Linked DNA regions of Drosophila melanogaster: region 1 is linked to region 2. Evidence: chromatin contacts called from public Hi-C data. All regions are on one chromosome and are shown on one strand. Each heading gives the region's core, a stretch centred on a gene start, on an enhancer-like site or on the middle of the called end of the contact. The rest is flanking DNA. Distances are from core to core; before and after follow the strand shown. Region 1 holds the start of CG5273. Region 2 overlaps sdk (sidekick).

Region 1 (5,101 bases), core at 858-3,357, 51 kb before region 2:
TGCAGAGATATTCGAGCGTTTGCTTTGATTTCGAGCACACTGGGATGGGTCCGGGCCCGGTTACGGTTACGGGGCCCATGCACACCGCAACAATCACAATTGAAGGCCAAATTGGAAAAGGGGGCTTTTTGACTGGGAAGCCAGCTTGTTTATCCACAAATACTGTAGTCGGAGATGGTACGGCATAATTCAAGAGTTTTTGTCCAATTAGCGCCTGGAATTATCGATGTTGGTCAGCGCAAATATGCGCGCCAAGGCCACAACAGCTGGGGAGGAAGGTACAGTAGGTAGTCGGGTAATTGAGTGGGTGCACAGTGGAACGTTCCAGAAGCATGGTCTCTAAAAGCCAGCGAGCCGCTTGGCCACCACTCCGCTCATAAGCACGAGCAGAAGGGTCCGCATGGTCAATCCTTCCAAGGCCCGAGCTCCGCCGGTGTGGGAGCGAACGGATGCCTGGATTGGAGCGGCGACATCCTGTGCCTGCTGCACTTGCTGCACCTGCTGCGATCCTGGTTGATCAGCGGCCATGGGCGCCAGTGGTGCTGGACCCTCGCCGGCGGAAGCAGCTGGTGGCGGGGGTGCCGGGTAGCAGGCAATCTTCTCCACCTCTATCATCTTGGTGCTGTCAGCCGGATCCGTTTCGTTTACCTTGGTGGGCACACAAATAATGCCTCCAGGCGGTGGGGGAGCAGCTGGGTCCGGCGCGGTCATGTTAGAGGTCTCTGGATTAAAGGGCATTGGTGCCATGGGTACGGCTGGCTGTTGGGCATCTTGGGTGGTGTTGGAAGAGGGAACTGGGGCCGCTGGAACTGCTCCCGGGGCAGCAGCCACACCTGCTGCATTTATCACAGTGGTGCCATCACTGGCATTCACTGGCACGCCGTTGTTAATGATGATTATGCGATCCTGACCAGCAGCTGGAGCTGCGGCAACCGGCTGCGAGGAGGAACTGCCTCCCGAGGGAGTGAGGGCGTGACCCAGCAGGGCACCTCCCAAGCCGCCAGCAAGCAGTCCAGTTCCTGCGAAGAAATTAAACATTGAAGCGCAAAAACAGGTGTGTCACTTAAACAACAAGCGTTTACACGATTTATGTGAGCACTTAAAGCAAATATGAGTCAGCAACAGAAGATTGCTGCAGGGGATCGTGATACACTGCGTGTTAGACGTCTTACCGAAGCCCAAGCCAGAGGAGGACTGTTGTGGTGGTGCAGAATAATAGGTGGCTCCGGGCGGCAAAGCAGATCCCGCCTGGTAGTAGGTGGCCCCCGGAGGCGGAGCAGCAGCTGGGTGATAGCCACCGCCCATGGGAACATGGCCGGCGGACGGATAGTATGTAGCGCCAGCGGGGATATTGGGGGAATAGCCACTGCCGGGTCCTGCAGCCGGGTAGTAGGTGGCTCCAGCTGGCACTCCAGAGTACTGCGGCTGATGGACATTCGATCCGGTGGCGGCTCCATAGTTGGGAGGAGCTGCTCCGTAGTTGGGGGCATGGTAGGCTGGCGGCGGCTCGTGCATGTTGGGTCGGGCTCCTCCGGCGGGGTTGGAAGCGGAGTAGGCGGGCGGCGGACCCTGCGGCACATTCCAACCTGGCTGAGGGGCGGAGCCTGGGGACCCTGATGAGCCCGCGGCCATTGGTCGATTCGGCTGCGAGTTGTAGTTGGGGTAACTCAGTTTGGCCACATCTGCATGAGAGTTCCCGGCGGCGTGGCCATTCGTGTTGTAGCTGGGCTGCGTCACGTGACCGTAGTTGGAGGAGCTTGACGAGGAGGAGGTCTTCCGCTGGTTGCCCTGGTTACGCCGGGCGTCCACAACATTGTCTCCGCCGTGCGTCAGCAACAAGGCAAACAGCGCCCAGGCCACATAGGCGAAAGGGGAACAGGCGCCACCACTGGAGGCCATCATGTGATCCGGATTAGTGCTTCACCCTTAGACGAGTGGAGACAAGACTACATAAATGTCAAACACGGCAAATACGTCAATGCAGATCATCGGTCACTGATGTGCATGCTAATTACCGAAACCCGTTTTGGATGCTTCTGCTCGTTTTCAGCTGCTCGCGTAGTTTGTCCGCAAAACAAGTTTTTTAATTGGTAAAAACTGTTATTTGATTTCACTTTTTGCTATGTGACCAGGCTGGGGAAGGTGCAAAATACTTGTCGGTCTGTGTCTTCACTAGACATTTAGCGAATACATGCACCGTGTACGACATTTTCAGGGACATTTTCGGGCTGCAATTAAATGTGGCAACCCTTTTCAGTGTCAAATTGCTAAGTTTTCTGATTTCAGACACCAGGCGAACAGAAACGGTAACAGGTGCCAGCTGTCCGCTCAAACTAACTAAAACAGCTGATCCTTTTAAAGATGGCTGCGCCTTACGCCTTTCCAGTCACCCCATTCGACCAAAGCCAAAGATGGAAAGAAACCGTTAGTTACTTTATGATTACTGCCCTATGTGGCAATTTTTGTTTGCCTGGTGTCCAGCCACTGATATTCACAAATTTCTGACAAAATTTACGTCGGACGGAGAACATTTTTCCCAGTCAAAATGACAACTGTCGGGTCCCAGACACTAGGCCAACAGAATCCCTAGCAAGCTGCTGCTGGCAGCCCTTCCGATCTTTCCAGTTACCAATTGACCAATAGGAAAGCGGCACAACCGTTAATTTTAAACAGAGCGCACACCAGTGATGAGCGGCCTAGATGTTCTTGATGTTCGTGTCACGAATTAGCACGATAGGCACGAAAGTCCCTGGTATTACATGGGTGGGTTCCCGAATTAAGAGGCACGCGGGCATCACTAAGAAAGCGCTTATTAGACTGATCAGCTGACTGTTTGGCACGCGGTGATCTTTTTGCGCGCCTGGTGCCGTAAATCGAGAACTTTTGTAATTTGATTGCACGAGAAAGATCGTCATTTCGCCTGCTGCAGGATACATATTAAATTTACATATTAAATTTACATATTTAAATTTAAAAATTTTCTAAAAATATCATTGATTATTTATTTTCAACACAAAGTAAAAATACATTTATTGACGAATCACAATCGGAAGAGTAGCATCCCCTTGATGGCATTGATCGCGACTAATCGACTTACTATTATACAAAAAAACAAAGAAGGCGCTTGCCTCTTGAGGACTTAAGGACTAGGAGTAGTTGTGGAGCAGGTAATCGTAGGAGTACTCGAAGACCAGCAGCAGAATAGCTCCACCTGGGCCCAAACGCATAATCTTGGGAACGAGCCCTTTGTACAGCGCTCGGAATCCTTCCTCGCGGTAGACGATGCCCATGGAGCTGAGGGTTCCTCGGTATTTTATCTGCCCGGGGACCGGTTGCGGTCCCTGGATGCGTGACTTGGCCACGTCGAATGGGATGTTGACGAAGCAGGCCAGAGTGCCGGCCAGGAAGCCGATGGTCACCTTGCGCAGAAACTCCAAATGGCTCTCCTTGTACTCGGGCACCACGTTCTTCACGCTGTGGTAGAACCCGAAGTACACCATGTTGAAGACTCCATTGCGTCCCATGGTGGCGGTGATGCCCTTGTTGAGGCCGCTGAAGCCCAATCCGTCCTGCTGTATGATACCCTTGGCCACGGCGAACGTGCTGAGCATCTTTTTTTGGCGATCAGCCTGCTGGGCCACCTTCACCACCTCGAAGGGATTCACGGCTATGGCTTCCAGTGTGCCGGCTGTCAGTCCAGCCAGAGAAAAGGTCAGCGGCGTGGGAGTGGGCGAGCCGAATTGAAAGAGCGGCTTCGTCTGCTCGAACACCAGGAACTTGATGGCCCGCTTGGGCGTCTCGGCCAGGATTGGCGGCATGATGCCCTTCCAGTAGGAGGAGATGCCCTCGTGGCGGTACATCTTGGCGAAGCAATCGAAGACGCCATTGTAGTGCACCTAGATATTGGGAATACAAGCAGAAGATAAATAGAAGTGGAATATAAAAAAGGGACTGCGAACAGCTTGACCATCATAAGTTATTTACTACTAATATTGAAAACACTGATTGGCATTGGCACAACACCTACTCGAAATCACTCAAGTTTCCACTGGACTGCAAGTATCTGTTTGTTTTCGCAAAACTGGAAGTGTGAACTATGTATGTGTGTATTTATATACTGTATTTGTGCTAATTTCCCTCTTGTCGCCAGCTAGTCCCCGTCCCCTTCCGGCGCTTTCTTCGTTTATTTGCTTTCATTTGCTCTTATAAATTTGCTAAATCATCATGTCTCGACGAGCAGAAGAAAATGAAAATGTTTTGTGATATTATTTTGCTGGGGTCTTCACGCAAAATGTTCCTAGGAATCGTATATCGTCCCAGAACTGGGTACCACAAAATCATTCCTACTTTTCTATTTTTTGGTAATTTCTTAAAGCCACCATATAAATTTTCCCAAAAATGATCCTTTGTCTTATCTTAAGGTGTTCTAAGCACATAGCCCGAAGATCTCCAAAAGCGGCCAACACCCGTAATCCAGATTAGATAGGCTGTGGAGTTGGTCTAGCTTAGCAGCTAAAACAACCGAAATTAAGTATTAATTAGGCTGCCTGCAGCTAGACCCAAGTTAGTATCCCTCACACGTGCCGAGTGTCTGCTATCGGCGCATAATTTCGATGGCGATTGGGGAATGTTTGGCCTGTCATGTATTTATACATATGTACATATATATGTATATTCTTCACTCGACTGATAAGCTTATTACGGGAGAGCGACGATTTGCTTCGACTGCTGATAAATGTGGATGGTTCGCCCCTTTCCTTCGCAAGAGAAATGTAAACACATAGGGAGCCAGCTCACAACAATAGAGAAACTGGAGAGCTTGTCTGTGACCTTGCTTTGCCCTTATCCAAAAAGAAGGCCCCAGCGCAAAAAGAAAACAAAAACAAGCCACAGCTGATGGACGAAGAAGTAGATATCTTTTGTCTATATCTTTGTGCTAACCGCTTAATCTTGTGGTGATTACCAGCTATAGAAGAAGTCACCTCTTATAGATTTTGTGGTGTGTCATTGGAAGGGATTTTAAATAATTCAATGGTGCTTAGACATACGAACATGTGTAAATAGAACACACATATGTACATACATAAGCTAATTGAGCCAA
Region 2 (4,889 bases), core at 464-2,963:
ATTTCGTTTATTTGTTAATTTAAATTTTAATATTCCAGTTGAGCGGCTCGTGCAGAAGTAAGGAAGGAGAGGATCGAACTGGAGGGGGTACTAGTTATTACCCGGTACAACCAGAAACAGGAAGCCACGTTTGGGTGTTTCGGGGTAGGTGGTTCCACTTCAGTGGCATTTAAAGGGAGTGTTTGAACTGTACGTAGACGGCAGATGTTGCAAGAGATCGAGCGATAACGAATATTAAAAATAGTACCTACTAGAATAAGTAGTAGAATTAGCAGTGGTAGCAGAATTAGTAGTAGCAGCAGTAATAGTAGTAAAGGTAGTAGAAATAGTATGAAAAATAGTACATTGATGAATCAATCGCGTAACTTTATCGTTCTAATTTATTTAAGCCAATTTGTCAACGCTTAACTTTTATCGCTGGGCTCACAGATAACAAAAGTAAACTAACGAAGTAGGTCACAATTTTTGTTCCAAAATATTCGGAAATAACTACAGATCTTGGTCATGTAAATTGATACAGTGCAGTGCAGATAAGGTGTGTGTTGTTATTTACAACACTAGAAGAAATTATGCTGTCATACAGCAGCCCCAATAGTTAATATGACATTGGACACTCAATACCTATGCGTTATCATTTCTTTTAGAACTGTTCCAGCTACCCAACCACTCTGTTCACTTGCAACTTGAACAACCTCACCCCCGCCCCTTTGCATCACTTTCTCTGTCTGCTAAATTGAGGATGTTGATGACGCCTGGCAGCGACAATCAGAGCAATCAGGCAATTCAATCAGTCGAGACTAGCTTTCTATATTAGCTCCATCGTTCAACGTTCCACATCGAATACATACATCCCAATGATCCTTTATAACCACAATTAGGCACTTTCAAGGCACACACAAAAAAAAAAAAAAAAAAAAAAATATTCCAAATTGAAGGGAAATAGCTTCTGTAAGGCCAATCGTTCGAAAAGATACACAATTTCGTTCGTGCACACTAAATTGATGAAAAATTTAAGCACTTTTTTTTGTGTTCTAAGCTATTGTTTCGCCTAAAACATGAACCAAAACTTTTACCGGGAAACAAGTTGTTGACAACGAGAAACAGAGTTGTACGAGTAGAATGAATCACGAGCTGCAGCGATGGCACAAAATGCGACTGAAGGACGCACAAAGACCAAGTTCCGCATAATTTCTAAATAAGTGCATTCGAAACCTTCCTCCCCATGCCCCTGGAAAACAGAGACACTCCAAGAGGGCAGTCAACTTGTGTTGTTATCGCCTGTCAGACAGCAGTCAAGAATAAGAAGTTTTATTTTCGGGAAGCCCCCGCTTGGCCCCGCTCCAGAATATTTATAGTCTAGCGTTCCTTAGCCATTTCCTTGCTGGCGGGTCCAACGATTAGGAGCTCCCAGCTGCCTTTTCCAGTTTAATCTATTTTCCTCTTTTTTCCTATTTAATTTTAATTAACGCTCAAAATGAAACGTCTGGGGTCACAGAGATTGAGGAGGCCAATAAGGAAGAGGGGTGGATTTGTATTTAAGGAGGGAGGAGGAATGTGTGCGCATAGAGAAATTGTTATTCCAGCTTGGTAGCAATCTTGTCTGCAGACTCGGATCAGTTGACTGTTGCACTACATTTAAATACAGTGCTTGAGTTAGGAGTTTTGATCGTCTAATTCTGTCATCGCATTGTCATTAATACCCATTCAATTACGAGCATCATTATATCCCCACCATGGACACGTGACTAACAAAAGCAACTAGCAAGCAAGTTTACAAGTATGAATAATAATGCGCAAGATGATAAAAATGAGTCACTAGTCCGGAATTTGGGTGAATGATTGAAGTCGAGAGGCAAAACCAAGAAGAACCATATAAATGGCGAGAGAAGCGCAGTGTAAAGATTACAGAACATGAAATGGGGCTGTTTTAAGCTTTTCTTTCAATCAATTACTCACTCGTCTGTAGAAAATCGCTGCTGCCGGCATCTACTTAGCGCTGTTGATATGAGAATAAGGAGGTGAGAGCACTGTAAACACGTGGAGAAATGTAATCACGCACACAAATAATTAATTTGGACGCTTGATTGATTGACAAAAATTCGTTTATGCTCGTATATATGCATGGGCTCAGCTCAGCTTATTTGTGGTCTGCCAAAGTCGATGAGCGAATGAGGAGTTCCTGTGAATTGCCGTTTAACTCCTAGGAACTCCTTTTTGCATACGAAGTCCATAACCATTGGGCAAATAATGGTCGGATAGGTTGGCCTGGGGGCAAAACTAGCAGATTACATGCATATTTGTTGCTGGGCAATCTTAGGAAGATAATCAAATCTGCTCTTTGTAGTTCTGTTTCACCAGCAAAAACCCACAATGCTATGCTATCTCTAATGCTATGCGAATGCCAAAAACCATTCTTTGCATATAAAAGGGTTGAACACAGATGTATGTAGGTTTTACATTTTTGATTTGTGCAAAAGAAATACAAATATACAGAAAAAAAAAAACAATTAAGTAAAATACTGGTGTGAAAATCAAATAACTTAATTTACTATTATATTTAAAAGATGGGTGGTGGGTTTGTCTCCAACGTGTTGTCAGGGAAATCAACTCATGCCGGAAAATATTGGCACATTGGATGTGGAAAGTTCTGAGAATGAAAACAAAAAACACAAAAACACAAGCCGCAAAGAACAAAGAAGCTAAAACAATTGACTTGTGCAATGGGGAACTTTTCCTCATGCAATGCAAATGCAAATGAAAATGATTTCAGCAAATCAACACGTTTTTGTTATGCCCCCGTACTTTTCATGTACATATGTATGTATGAGAATTTTAACAATACTGGTAACCACACTCAACAAAACTATCCAGTTACATATATCTCTTTTAAAGCACATTTAAACCTCTATGCAACATTTATGATTCTTAAGCTGATTTTAATCGATCAAATTTTCATATTGACCAACTATTTCGATATTGTTCCCTCTGCAAGTTTTATACATTTTCTCTCTTCTTTTCTTTCGCTGCCTAAATGTTGAGAACTTTTAAACGAGTATCTAATAGGATGTGTGTGAAAAAGCTGTACGTACGGAATTATAATGCAAACTTCTCACGCACTCACACACAAATTTGAAGGTGCTAGTGGTTTTCCCCAGGACTCCAGGCAGAATGGGCCCATTGAAAGACCACTTGGAAAAGGGGTAGCCAGATGGGCGGAGAAATGGGGAAAACTGAGAAAAAGTGGGAGGTGGTCCACGTAGCGTCATTGACTTTGAAAATTAGTTAACGCCAAGAATAACACGCCACCGCCAAAGCAAGACCAAATTAGTGGCGGATATTTAGTGCTGGCAGATAAAATCTGACTTGGCCCGCTGGTCACTGGTAATGGCCTAAATAAATGATTTACAAATAACACCATAACATGTAATAGAGCTATGATTATCAGCAGAGTTATCCAGCTCAAATGGGTTGAAGCCAAATAGAAGTATATTTAATCTACTTGTAATTATTCCATGTAAACAAATCCGCTTCACATAAAACACAAACGTGAGCACCCAGCATTTTGTGACTTTATTTCCTATTTCCGACTTTCTCTGCTCGTTACCCCCCTATTTCAGGAGCCAGACGCCAATAAGTAGACAAGACAAAAGGCCGACAAACTAGCTATTCCACCCATTATGTGTGTAGTAAATTCTGTATGATATTTAAGTGGTGGGGCTTGCTACACATAATTTTGTGCTCGCGGCTGACATCTTGACGATACCAACGAGACGAAAAGGACGAAAAGGTTGGAAACAAAGAAGGCGGCGAAGCTCCTTTCGTGACCTCCAGTCCGCCAACTCTTAACCCATTTTCGACTGCAGGAAAGTTTGTTTATGGACAAGAAAACGGAAAATATTTAATTATATTCCATCGATTTTGGCCCCCCAAAAACCTACCAGATGGGGGCGGCCTTTTTGGAATCTATCAATTACTTAATTAAAAATAGCCAAAAAATAAATAAATTATGGTTTATTAAAATGGAATAATTTCCTGGGCGGCAGAGAAACGAAATGTATTCGAGTGAATTATGAACGACGACGAGAACGAATGAAAGAGAGAAAAAGGGATAGAAAGCAGGGCACAAATTGTCAACCATAAAATTTGAATGCGATTTATATGCATTTTTTAATTGTGAATTTGCGTGTGCATGTGCATGCAGCATGCACAAAACGTCTGACAAGAGAGCAAGTGCAATAAAATACAATCTGCAAAGAAGCCAGCCAGCGGCAACTGGAAGTTATTCTCTGCAAGCCTGAACGAACTCTGAGCTGCGGACTTAAAAACGCCCTTAAAGTGGATGTATAAATTTAATTTTACTTATTTTTATATTAAACAAGAAAGAATGAGTCCCCCGACTATCAGATACCCGTTATTCAGCTAGTGTGAATGCGAACGCGAAATTTCATCATTCCTCTGGGATGATATCGATAGATACTGGGGAATAAAATGAGAAAAATTCTAAAGCTGTTTAAAAGTGTGGGCGTGACCGGTTTGGCGGCTTTAGGGCGTTAGAGTGGGCGTGGCAAAATTTAGTTTTTCAAATCGATACAAATTTACAGGACACAATTAAAAATATCAACACATTTATCAGGGGGGAAAGGGTCAGATCGACTCGGCTATTGATCCTGATCAAGAATATTTACACTTTATATGGTCGGAAACGCTTTTTTGTCTGTTACATACTTTTCAACGAATCAAGTAACGAGTAACTGGTATAAAAACACCCTAGGAAAATGAAAACTTCTGGCTGCTGATCTGGATAAAGAATATTGGTTTTCATGTATTTTATTCTGCTCGTGTAAATCATATCATAAGGTACTTGGATTGTATTTCGATTTCAACGCAAT

What was found. Hi-C and Micro-C count contacts between places; a contact is called where the count stands out from the background.
Region 1: a Hi-C map of the Kc167 cell line shows a contact between it and region 2, with 4 times the contacts expected there. The contact joins the promoter of CG5273 here to the enhancer-like site in region 2. A contact is called at or near these places in 37 of 107 Hi-C or Micro-C datasets (the D17-c3 cell line, the Kc167 cell line, the OSC cell line and 11 more) and 5 of 6 datasets of contacts at active chromatin or transcription factors (the Kc167 cell line and the S2 cell line).

The regions. Positions count from the first base shown.
Region 1 is chrX:756,600-761,700 of dm6, reverse strand. It overlaps CG5273, which reads right to left and starts at 2,107. Exons shown (of 3, transcript NM_166863.4): 1 at 2,016-2,107; 2 at 1,173-1,925; 3 at 1-1,019. The coding sequence starts at 1,902. The coding sequence ends at 340. It overlaps CG5254, which reads right to left. Exons shown (of 3, transcript NM_001297830.1): 3 at 2,982-3,896. The coding sequence starts at 3,860. The coding sequence ends at 3,147.
Region 2 is chrX:705,070-709,958 of dm6, reverse strand. The region is part of intron 2 of sdk (sidekick); the gene reads right to left. Among named protein-coding and RNA genes, the nearest start is that of sdk, 21 kb to the right of the region's middle. Within about 2 kb of position 1,713, at least 10 of the 39 cell types and tissues checked have an H3K27ac peak or open chromatin away from gene starts, as enhancers often do. A contact at or near this core is called in the Kc167 cell line, the S2 cell line, embryo and 2 more, where this site is marked.